2 separate regions of the Danio rerio genome follow, and region 1 is linked to region 2. Evidence: chromatin contacts called from public Micro-C data. All regions are on one chromosome and are shown on one strand. The core of a region is the stretch at or near the end of the contact, and the rest is flanking DNA. Distances in the headings are between cores, read along the strand shown. Region 1 has its middle 150 kb from the start of enc1. Region 2 holds the start of enc1 (ectodermal-neural cortex 1).

Region 1 (6,673 bases), core at 3,233-5,732, 140 kb before region 2:
AGGATCGGTATAGGACCTTGAGACAGGAATCGAACTGGGGTCATCGTGAACACCAGAGTGCCATGTGTCAACGCACTAACCACTACAGCATTGGGGCCAACGAGCGCTAAACCTTTGAAAACATGAGTTGCACTGACCTAAAATGTCTGAAATTTAGTGAACAAAATAAAAACTCTTGTGGAAATTGGTACTAAGAAATAATAGATTATCAGAACAAACAAACATAGTTCAATTTTAAAAACAGGAAGGGATGCTTCAATTTCCCAGTATGTCCTGCCATGTTTTGATCCTTGTCTTGTTTACCATTATTTTTGTTTTGCCTCCTGTCCTGTTTTTAATTCTGTCTAATAAATGTTTTGTTAACATTTGTCTCTGTTTTAGTTTAGTTTTAGTCACTATGTTTGTTTGTTCTGATAATATATTATTTCTTAGTACAAATTTCCACAAGAGTTTTTTGATCACTGAACTTCAGACATTTTAGGTAAGTACAACCGATGTTTTCAAAAGTTGAGCACACATCAGCGCCAATGGTGTAGTGGTTAGTACATCAACACATGGCACTCCGGTGTTCATGGCAAGTTGGCGACCCGAGACTAATTCCCGCCTTGAGGTCGTTTGCAGATCCTTCCCCTCTCTCCTCTCCCCATGCTTTCCTGTGTAATCTCTCTACTGTCCTATCAATTAAAGGTGAAAAAAACATTGAGCACACAAGAAAAAGAAAAAAACGAAAGTAAATACAGATTATGTTTTTGTTTTTTGTTCACTCAACTTCAGACATTCCAGTTCTGGAGACAAAAAATGTTCAGTTGGCAGAACTTAAAAAGTTTTGTTACAGAATAGTTCACCTCTCCAGAAAACTAACAATCTAATGTTAACCTGACTAAATGTTTGTATTACTGACAAATAATTTTAGGTCAGTGCAGATGATGTTTTCAAAAGTGAGTGAACAAGAAAAAGTGAAAGGGATCATCATTATTATTTTTTTTAACAGTGTGTTGTCCCCACAGAAATTGAGTTCACTTTTTAAATGATTTTCTGTTTTCACAAATTTAAGTGGATTGAACTTTAAAAAATCTTTAAAAATTAAAAAAAAAAGAATTGTGTAGTTTTTACTCATTTTGAGAGTCTGAACAAGCAGCAAAAGTATTTCTGAGTGTAAAATTCACAGGATAAATGACATTAAAAATATTTAACAATACATCATTTTTTATTTTTATAGAATACTCTTTCATTCACTTTCATTTAGGCTTAGTCCCTTTACTAATCTAGGGTCGCCACCACAGCAGTATGAACCTCCAACTTATCCAGCACGTTTTTTACACAGCGGATGCCCTTCCAGCCGCAACCCATCTCTGGGAATTTATTAATTATATTTTTGATAATTAATTAAAAATATTATCTACATAGTCTAATAAGTCTAATTTAATTCCGTTCAATCTAAATTCATTAATACCATAAAAGTATTGTTAAGTGATAGTTTATAATCTATAAAACAATCACTGAATAAAATCATACTCTTTTAGACACATCATGAGGTATTTTGTAATAGTTTTGTTAAATGATTTGGGGCGGTTTATTGGCTCCACACTCTTCGCAGTTGTTTCTGGCTTTAACAGAGCTTTTTTGTTTCCACCGGAATGTGAAAACTGAATTTACAACAATAGTTGGATGTAATCAAAGCTAATTAAATATTCATCAATCATAGTCATAACTATGTAATCTAGACTAATTAACGTTCCCCACTGAGCTCTAGTGTGTTTCCTCTTTTCTCTCTTTGGGATTTCAAACGAGAAGCCTGTCGACATTTCCAGCAGTGTTAAATATCCTCAGCAAGTCGGTTTTGACTGGGCTCTTCATAACACCTTCACAAACACCCTGATGTTGTTTTCATGAGCACTCGTTCATTAAAAATCCCCCCTGACTTCGCCCTCTTCAACCAATCACCTCAAGCAATCAGGAACTCCTGCAGGTGGCATGTTTATTTAAGATATAATTTATTTCGACTTGGTCCCATTTTAATCAAGGCCACACAGGGTGAGATGGGGTTACCAGCACGTTCACCAGTGTGTCTGTGTGTAAGTGTGTGTGTAAGTGTGTGTGTGTATGTGTGTGCCTGTGTCTGAGACCCTTCACAGCATGATGGATTACGGCTGGCCAGGTGACAGAGCTCAAGGAAATAAGAGAGTGCCATCTCTCTTTCTCTCTTGTTCAATCTGTTCCTCCCAGAGAGACTCTTGGCTGGAATAGTATTGTGTGTTTTTAAAGGAAACTCAAACAGTAAGATAAATTCCAAACGAATGTGGAAAGATTCTTTAACATGCAGATGTGCATGCATTGTGTGAAGTGCCAAAACCATTTAACTGTTTTTTCATGCTTCACACTTAACATAAACTGAACATAATTCATTTGTGAATGTGTGTGTGTGTGTGTTGTTGTTGTTGTTGTTTGTTTTTACGTAATGGACAAATTTGGCTTAAAGGGCACCTATGATGAAAATCTTTTTTTGTAAGCTGTTTGGACAGGACTTTGTGTAGGTATAGTGTGTCCACAGTCATATTGGGGTGATATAAACACAATAAGTCTCTTTTTTTTAATTTTCTGACATTAAAATACGGTCCAAATCAGGCCCATTTTGAGGCCACGGCAACATGACATGGGAGTGCGGTTTCCCCGCCCACTGAATTGATTGACAGCTGTGTATTAACATCTCTATAGTAATGCATATAATCATATCCACAAAACAGAACCTGCACAAACCAACTGATCTGTTCAGCTCTCTGATCAGCTGCACCTCAAGAATGAGTTTTATAAGTTTTAAAGTTTAAAAAAAAAGTTGGGAAGTTTCTAAAAAAGTGCATGATTGTAATAATGACAGTAAAATTGCTTCGTAATTACTGTGGCCAAATGTCTTGTGCAGGGCTGCAGCTAGTGAAGCTGGACGTCAGCGAGACTCATCAGTCCCTGGAGCCTCACAGGAATCAGTCATATGCTCTCCACTCCTCCATGACCACCACAGCAGCTGCTCAGGATACGGCCTGGTCCAGGATTATAGAAACCTTGGGATCGTTGGTCTTGGATCGAATCAGTGGCGCTGCATAGTCTCTGAGGGCCTTAGGATGAGTATCCCCACGTGGAAATAGAGAATAAAGAGAATAAACAGCATAGCTGCTGTTCATAGTGTATTAAACAAGATGCAAAAACATGTGTGTAGAGGTCTGCATTCCCGCGGCTGTCCCGCGGGCAGATTTCTGCGGCGCGGGAATAAATTTCCGAATAAATCGCGGGAGCGGTCGGTAACGGGTTTAATTTGGGACGGGAGCGGGCTGTCTAGCAATATCGCGGATATTGCTATGCGAATGAGAGAGAGAGAGAGAGAGAGAGAGAGCGAGCGAGCTTTGCCTGTGTGAGTGCTTGGTGCTTGTGTGTGTGTATGTTAGTGTGCGCGCACACGAATGAGAGAGAGAGAGAGAGAGAGAGAGAGCTTTCCCAGATAGCAAAATACACTCGGGCCAGTTCCGGCTAGATTCTCGCCTGCCGGAGACTTACCACTCAGCCCGGCTCCGGCTGCCGGACTCCGGATGCTTGTGGACTCACTGCCCGATTCCGGCCTGAATCAATCGGGCCAGATGCGGCGGCCGTAAGCGAGCCGACGCTGCCGCATCCGCGCCGGAATGCCGGAGTGCGCGTGCGCTGGGGGATTTTCGGTTTTGTTCTCCCCCGCTCTTTAGCGGGATCGGGCGCGGCGGGCAGAAAACGGGGCGGGTCGGGCAGCGGGACAATAAATTCTTAACATAAGCGGGAGCGGTCGGGTTCGGGCTAAAACCTGGCGGGTGCGGGCGGGAGCGGGATTCAAAATTTAGTCCCGCGCAGATCTCTAATGCGTGGAGCACAAATACAACAACCAGCACCCAAAAAAGCACCACAGGAGGCTATATAAGGAGTGTGATTGAGCTGAAACTAAAACTTAAATCGAAAATCAAATCGAAAATCTCAATATCTGTTAAAAAAAATGACAATTAGATAATTTCCAGACATCTCACAGCCCTATTAGGAAATTAATAATTTTTTTTCTTTTGCGTACAGCCTTTCATGCCAGGCTAGCAGTTGGCTATGTGACTTTATATAGTAAACAATGCACCTGTGTCAATTCACCATTGCTATTTTGTTAATCAAGTAAGCAAAAATAATATGTATGTGCATGATGTCACAATTATAAAATCCTATTTTTGCACTTACACAAGGACAATACTGTACTTTGTTTACAAAAGCTTGCACTGACGAACACTGTTTGACTTTTGTAGCTGTAAGGATAAAACACATAAAACATTTTCAGTTTTACCCTCATTATAATAAATAAAAGCTTATTGTAAAATGTAAAAAACACCCCCCCCCCCCAACAGGGTCATCATTCACACAGCTAAGCAAGCTGTGTTTGTGTGCTGCCACAGGTCAATGTGTGTGACTTCACTTCATTTGATCTGCTTTGAAGCTGTTTTTCACCTCATTAACACACATGGTAAATGCATAAGCACACGCTGCACATGCCCTTGTAGCTTTGTGTGTTTCACATCTGTTGTGGATGAACATACACTATAAAACATGAGCTTTCATTTTGACAGAAACTCTTTTAACACTGTTCAACAATAGCTCAACCTATTTAGTGGAGACTAACTTTTTTAGCCTTGAGCAATTTGCTCTGTTTAAACAGTAATCGAGTTCACACACACCTCACAAAGCAGCCCATTCATAGCCAATCATGCTCTCATTAATGTGTGTGACGCCGCTCTACCTGTGTTTAGGGTTGCTGACTGGGGGGTAAAACTGGGGGTAGCTTGTCCTGTTAAAGTTCTATAAGGGCCTATTTAACACCCTGTAAGCTTGTATGATTTACTCCCAGGGCTCAGGAAAGAAGAGGCCCACTCCTGAAACATGTTGTCTTGGGATTCAATACATTCTTACTCCCAACACGTCACATGTGGGCACATGAGCCCTTAATGTAGTGTGTATCCTTTCAATGGCATTTTTTAACATGATTGACACTCTAAAGCTTTTCACAGGTCAACACACAAATATGAAGGACAAGAGAAATGTACTATAAAAATAAATTATGACACTGTTATAAACTGATGATCCAAAACATCTTCGTGGCCATATATTAAGGTCTTGATAGATTCAACGATATGCAAACAATCAGTAATCAGTATTTTGGATGCAGGAGAAATCTGTGCAACAGAAATAAAAACTCTGAGCAATTTTGAAAAAAACCAGATTGTTAGGGCAAAATGACTGAGTCACAGTATCTTGTGAAACAGCAAGGATTATGGGTTGCTCCTGGTCAGCAGTGGTGAGACTTTGCCAACCGTGGTCTGAGGACGGACAAACCACAAACCAACAACAAGGGTGTTGGGTGACTACGAGTCACATAAAATTTGGATGATGCTATAGGAATAATGTGTCACAACACACACACACACACAGTTATATATATTCTGTGGGCGCAAATGCCTTGTTGATGCCAGAGGTCAGAGACTGACAGGCTGAAACTCAAAAAAACACTCGTTACAACCGAGGTATGCAGAAGAGCATCAACACGTCCAACCTTCAGGCGGATGGACTACAGCAGCAGAAGACTACACCTGGTGCCAGTCCTATCACAATTTGCACAGACTTACCTAAACTGGACAATAGAAGATTGGAAAAATGTTGCCTGGTCTGATGAGTCTCTATTTCTGCTGTGACATTAGGGACAAAATTAAGTGTCAACAACATGAAAGCATGGATCCATCCTGCCTTGTATCAACAGTTCAGACTGGTGGTGGTGGCATAATGGTGTGGAGGATATTTTCTTGGCACACTTTGGGCCCATTAGTACTAATTGAGCATTGTGACCATGTCCATCCCTTTATCTTCTGATGGCTACTTCCAGCAGGATAACACACCATGTCATAAAGTGGGATTCATCTCAGACTGGTTTCTTAAACATGACAATGAGTTCATTGCACTCAAATGGCCTCCACATTCACCTCAATCCAATAGAGCACTTTAGGGATGTGGTGGAATACAAGAATCAGATCATGGATGTGCAGCCGACAAATCTGCAATAATTGCATGATGCTATCATGTCAATATAGACCAAAATCTCAGAGGAATATTTCCAGTACCTCCAGTAATCTACGCAACGAAGGGTTAATGCAGTTCTGAAGTCAAAAGCGGGTCCAACCCGGTACTAGTAAGGTGTACCTAATAAAGTGGCTGGTGAGTGTATATGAGCATGGCCACAGAACCGTCACTAGGATGACCCATCCATCTGCTGCTGAAAGTGCCTCTAATTTGCACATGGACTCCAGAGCAGTGGAGGTTTGCTTGGCACACTGAGTGCTTTTTTCTATCATGTGCAAAGTGCAGGCACAAGGATGCACTGTGGGACTATGGCAAGCTGAAGGAGGAAGTTTGGCCCTCTGGGCAATACTCTGCTGGGAAAACCTGGAACATAAATTTGACACATGCTACCTACAGCACTTTGTTCCAGACCAAGTACACTCCTTCATGGCAATGCTGATTTCTGATGGAAGTGACCTCTTTTAGGAAGACAAATCACTTTGTCACACTGTATACAATGATAAGAAATAGTTTGTTTGAATATAATGTCTATTATGACTTTCAAATTCACCAG
Region 2 (6,294 bases), core at 1,389-3,888:
TTGCTGAGGCACATGCTCCAGGACAGCTGGAACAACTGGGTGCACTGGTGAGCATCTGAGAGCAGCAGCATGCCCAGGCAGTTAGATGGGTGAAGGTTCTTCTCTAGGAACTCGGCACAGGCATCGCGGATGTCCTGAAACTCCAGCATGTCACCGGCCTCAAGCAGAGACTCTGCATTCTCCTCATTTATTATCACTCTTGACGAGTAGGCATAGTCCAGAAGTAGCTCCAAAACCTAGACAATGGGGCATAAACACAAAGTTAACCAACAAGTGGCAACCTCTAATTTAAGATCATTTGAAAACCACAGAACTATTGTTTTTCAAAAGCAAACCTTATTATTACCTCTTGACATGCTTAGTAATCTTCAATCAATTATGTTTTGTACCCAATTTGTCATAGGTTACTCACTTTCATACCATTTTGAACCTTTCACACAAAAGATTATATTTGAGGGAGTGTTTTTAAGCTATGTCTTTCAAGCCCACTGACATTTATTATAACAACAATGGACTAAAATCCACTGTCTTTCATTTTAGAAAAGAAAAAAGGACATACCGACCTAAAACCACAACATGGTACAAAAAAATTTACTTTTTTTGAGTGCTAAAACAATACCTCAGGATGAATGGAGTCTCTGAAGTCCACCTCACTGTCCTGACTCTCTCTCAGGCCTCCGCTAAACATTGCTTCAAAGTAGCGGCTGCAGGCGGCCAGCACAGCCCTGTGGCAGGGGAAAGAGCGGCTTCCCGCATGGAGCAGGACATCGGTGAACAGTCTCTGCTGACGAAGGGCATTCAGGTGCATTAGCACACTGTCAGCGTACGAAGACTTGTGGAACAGGAAGATGTTCATTGACCCTGTACTGGCACGAGACTTGCGGTTCTCGTGGACACAGACAGACATTTTCATTGAATCCTAAAAAAAAGAGAGAGAGAAAAAAAATCTGTTGACAAAAACGTAAGATGCAGAAATAAAAACAAATCATAAATGCACTGTTTTTAACATGTAATATATGCTAACGTTTTGAGACTATTGTAAATCACTCCTGAATATGAGGAGGGAAAGATTCTCAGGAGCACTTTTGAATTCTAGTAGGAACTGGCATCCTGCTGGGGTTTAAACAGCCTCAGTTGTCAGTTGCAGAAGTTGACTGACATTGTTTTGAACAGTGATATGATCAATATCAGCAAAATACACAAAGAGCATGCCAAACCTCAATATGAAGGCAGAGAAAGATGATGTAATTCTGCAAACACAACATAAAAACCCACTGGAAACCTCTCTGATGTCTAGCCGACTGGAATGTGAACAAATGCGAGGGAGTCTAATCATTACCAGGTGTTCAAAGACGGACGGATAAGGAGGGGGAAACTGAAGGAAGGGAAAAAACTTTCAGAAGTAAACACTCCTGCCTGAAATTTACTGTGGAAAAAACGAACAAAGAGTTGAGCACTAGGCACAGAGTCAACACAAAGTGTGTCAATGTCACCGACTGCCATCTGGTCGCCTATATGGTGCACATTCAAATCCAATCAGTCTGAATTTCCATGTAAGCGATACACGCCCCCTGGTCCCTGCCGGCTGTCAACATCTCTCCAGGGAGAATTTAATTGTGTTTCCGCTAATGTTGTGCAGAGGCAAAATGTAGTTCCAAACTGAGCTAAATACATTAATGACACAGAAGCAAATGTGATGTATCACACCTGATACAGTCCAGTAATCCATTCAAATTGGTCACAGCTGTGAAGGACAAGAGCCAGAACCCATGTGCTGACATTGACCATTAATTATTTTGAAGCAAACCACGAAAAACTGCAATGTAACATGCATGATTGTATGCATGAAGAATAAACATTCAGCTTGTAACTTACAATGAAACAAAGGGTAATGACAATTTCATAAACATTTCTAAAATGTTGGCACTGTAAAAACACAATTAACTGCTTTTCAAGTTCAAGTTATGTTTGTATCATCAGATTTAACAGACATCTAATTTTAACTTATGACATAAACAGAAATGCTAAATAATATTAGTGTATTTGCATGACATATTTATAGTCACACAATTATATCAATTGCAAAAGGACTATTAATTTTAATACGGTTTAATAACTTTCCATTGTTAAAAATTCACTACAATATTGCACACTAGTGTATTATCTATAATAAACAGTAATTATATTACTATTACTACTACTACTAGTAATAATAATATAAATATATATTAGAAATAACTCCCACCGAACATATCTTTATTATCATATAATAGATATCTATTCATGAACATGGAAATCTTACCTGTTCAGGAGCAATGAGGATTTCAGTTTCGTCTGCTTTGGTCGCCGAACATGCCACAACGCGACGCGGACAGAGTCACAACACTGGCGGCGCTGGGAGCTCTGGCAACAGCGTGCGATGTCGCGTGGATAAACCACAGAATAAACAAATAAAGTGTGACTTATTCCACCTAGGTTTAACGTAAGTAACGAGCCTATAAATGACGTTTAGTATACTGTTGCGGAGTTACACGGAAAGCTGCACGACTTCCTCTATTTTTGTTACCGACGTGCAGAAATATACTGACTCGTCTCGTCAGCGTGCAGCTCCGGCGCTGCGCGTGCAGGTCTGGATAGTGAACAGCTGACGGGTGTGAACAGCTTTTAGAGGAGGAAGAAAGAAAGAGAGGGGGGCGGAGCGCCGCTGCTCTTCAAGAGAATGTGGGAGGAGAACGACTGATGAACCGACGAGAAAACAGATAAGGACGCCGTTGGTGTGCCTCATTAATAAAATAAAGGAATTTTATTAGGCTGCTCCAGGGAAGATGTGGGTAAGAAATCATTGCATTAATGAATCAAGGATATATTCACATATTTCTGCGTTGCATTATCTAGTGAACGGTATTATAATTATAATTATAATAGTAATATAAAAAATAATAAGTAAAGGTTTTTAAACAATAAATACACGTAGAGTCCAACCTAAACTTCGTTTATTCATTGCTTTGGGATGCACTGCCATTTACACGTTGGTTGTTGGTTCAGAGCTTCAGAATTGATTATGAATTTTAATTCACAGCGCAATGTCGCCCCCGACTGAACAAAAGGTGCATTTGCATTGTCTGATTATACTTGTAAATGCCCCATTGATTTATGGAACGTTTGAATGGAAAATGTACATTGTGGGTCTAGGGTAGTAATGTGGTGGACTAAATAATGAGGCTCTCGTGAACCTCCTTCTCTAAATATGTGGCTGATCCAAAATATGTGCAAATACTGACAGTTATAGGGCTGTTTGTACAAACAAAAACAACAATAATTATAATAATAACAATAAGAATACTTAATGACAAGATTAATAAATAAAATAAAAAAATAAATAAATAAAAAATAGTCCACCCTAATTTGAAAATTCTGTCAACCTGTTAATTTTCTTTCCTGATGAACACGAATGAAGATATTTTGGGAAAGGTTGGAAACCTGTGAACATTGACTTACTGTTCATTTTCCTGCTATGGATTTCCAACAGTTTCCAACATCCTTCCGAATACATTCTGTTTGGTTCTACAGTCATTTTTCATTTTTGGAACACAAAGAAGCGCCATCTGGCGGACAACACGGACTTGTGGAAACTATTGGCAGATGATCTATTTAGGCCAGGGGTCCGAACCTGTTCCTGTAGGGCAGGGTTGTCCAAACTCAGTCCTGAAGGGCCAGTGTCCTGCAAATTTTAGTTCCAACCCCAATTAAACACAGCTGAACCAGCTTATCAAGCTCTTTCTAGGTATGGGGAAAGTGGGGCATAAAGTAACACTTTTTGGTTTTGGTCAATAATGAACAAAGTAATGGGGTTAGACAAACCATATTTTTTTATCAACAACACACAAGCCTCTACAAATGAGCACTGGAATTATGATCCCCGGACCAATGGTTTCTGTGCAGTATTGCCAAAAATGCCAGGAGTAAAAATGTTACTATTTACCTTACCTGCGGGGCAAGTTGTAACAGACAGAGGGATAGTTGTAACACATGAATTTACAGGCAGATTTCACACAATTAATTTAAATTCAGTTTTTATATTATATTTAAAATATTAGCTATATTTCCTCAGTAATTGGCTCATTTCTTTTTTTATTCTACATAGCACAGTATGTTTATATATTTATTTGTTTATTGGATAAACACATTTGAATCTATTTGCATTATTATCCATTATTATACAATGCTTTTATTTGCAGTATTAGCAATAATATATATATATGCTATTATTATTATTATTATTTTTTTATTAAAACAATATTTTCTATTAAAAAACATTTTTATTTAAAAAGTTCTCAACATGGTGACACAGTGGTGCAGTAGGTAGTGCTGTCGCCTCACAGCAAAAAGGTCACTGGGTCGAACCTCGGCTCAGTTGACGTTTCTTTGTGGAGTTTGCATGTTCTCCCTGCATTCGCGTGGGTTTCCTCCAGGTGCTCCAGTTTCCCCCACAGTACAAAGACATGTACAGGTGAATTGGGCTAAATTTGCCGTAGTGTATATGTGTGTGTGTGTGTGTGTGTGTGTGTGGATGTTTCCCAGAGACGGGTTGCGGTTTTAAGGGCATCCGCTGCGTACAAAAATATTTTGTTTAAGTGGTGTTTAACAGTGTGTGGCTTAATTGTAACACCCTGTTACAACTAACCCTGCTGTCATGTTTTCCTCCAAATTGGCTAGCAGTTACTGTGTTTCTTACATCTTTTAAAATGGTTTCATCTTTTAGCCTAGAAGATGGCGATCACAAGAATATGAGATTTTACTAATATACTTTCACAGATTTTTTAAAAATAAAAAATATAGAGTATATTAAAAATACTTTATTGCTGAAAAATGGTTTCTGCTGTGTTTCTCTTCCAAATTTTGCCAAAATTTTTCAATAATTGGCAGGAAGACGTCTGCCAACATTGTGGTGAAAACCTCGGAAGCATGCCATGGTAAACCCTGGGGAAATACCTTAAAACCCTGCGTACTTTGTGCCCCGCGCTCCTAGAAACTTTCCTAGAAACTATACTAGAAACTTTCAGGCAGGCGTGTTGCAGGAAGTTGCAGGAACTAAATTATGCAGGACACCGGCCCTCCAGGACTGAGTTTGCACACCCCTGTTGTAGGACAATGTTCTCAATCTCAATCCCTGGAGGGCCGAAGCTCTGCATATCTTGGCTCCAACCACCACTAACTTCCACCTGATTAATAGTCTCTTGTTTTGAACACCTTGATTAGTTGGATCAGCTGTGAATGAGTAGGGTTTGAGCAAAACTGTACAGAGCTGCGGCCCTCCAGGAATTGAGTTTGAGACCTATGCTGTAGTGCCACTCTTTAGCTTCAACCCTTAAACACTTTTAAACTAACTAATCAAGGTTTTTAGACTAACGAGAAACTTCCAGGAAAATATGCTGAAGCTGATTGTAGACAAACTCTGCAGGACAGTGACCCTCTTATTTAGGCTTCTGATATCTTATTTTTAGGTTTCATCATTTGCATCTCATGTCATTATTTGGGGCAAAGTTAAAGTGTCTCATTAATAAGCATATGTAAAATATTTGTTTTCTTGGTATGTTCAAGTGTTGGCTGTGTTATGTAAAAAGTATATCTGAAATAAGAATATTAATATCTTTATAGTCATTTTGCAACAAAATTAAAATTAATATTATGTGTAAACATTGCAAAAATGTAATAATGTAATAAATATAATACAAGGCATAACATTGTTAATACAACTGAACAAGAACATGAAGGGCCCAGACGTGGTAAAACCAGTACAAAAATAACCAGGGACTTGTGTACTGAAGTATTTGTCCAGAATAAGTAGTATGCATACTTGTGAGTTTTTTCTGAAAGAGTGTGATTAGCTTTACTAGTGAAGTTTGCAGTTTAATATACAGTTGAAGTCAGAAATATTAGCCCCCCTGAGTTATTAGCACCCCTGTTTATTTTTTTACCCCTATTTCTGTTTAACGGAGAGATGATTTTTTTTCAACACATTTCTAAACATAATAACTCATTTCTAATAACTGATTTATTTTATCTTTGCCATGATGACAGTAAATAAATTTTTGACTAGATGTTTTTCAAGACACTTCTATACAGCTTAAAGTGACATTTAATGGCTTAACTAGATTAATTAGGTTAACTATTCAGGTTAGGTTAATTAGGCAAGTTATTGTATTACGATGGTTTGTTCTGTAGACTATCGAAAAAAAAATTGCTTAAAGGGGAAAATCATTTTGTCCTTAAAATGGTGTTTAAAAATTTAAA

What was found. A called contact is a pair of places that touch in the nucleus more often than the background predicts.
Region 1: a contact with region 2 is called in a Micro-C map of caudal fin, with 2.5 times the contacts expected there. The contact joins the enhancer-like site here to the promoter of enc1 in region 2. A contact is called at or near these places in 1 of 18 Hi-C or Micro-C datasets (caudal fin) and 2 of 4 datasets of contacts at active chromatin or transcription factors (caudal fin and gastrula embryo).

The regions. Positions count from the first base shown.
Region 1 is chr5:35,387,175-35,393,847 of GRCz12tu, reverse strand. No RefSeq gene overlaps it. Among named protein-coding and RNA genes, the nearest start is that of enc1, 150 kb to the right of the region's middle. Within about 2 kb of position 4,482, at least 5 of the 62 cell types and tissues checked have an H3K27ac peak or open chromatin away from gene starts, as enhancers often do. A contact at or near this core is called in caudal fin and gastrula embryo, where this site is marked.
Region 2 is chr5:35,241,685-35,247,978 of GRCz12tu, reverse strand. It overlaps enc1 (ectodermal-neural cortex 1), which reads right to left and starts at 2,638. Exons shown (of 4, transcript XM_682408.8): 1 at 2,303-2,638; 2 at 620-919; 3 at 1-236. The coding sequence starts at 913.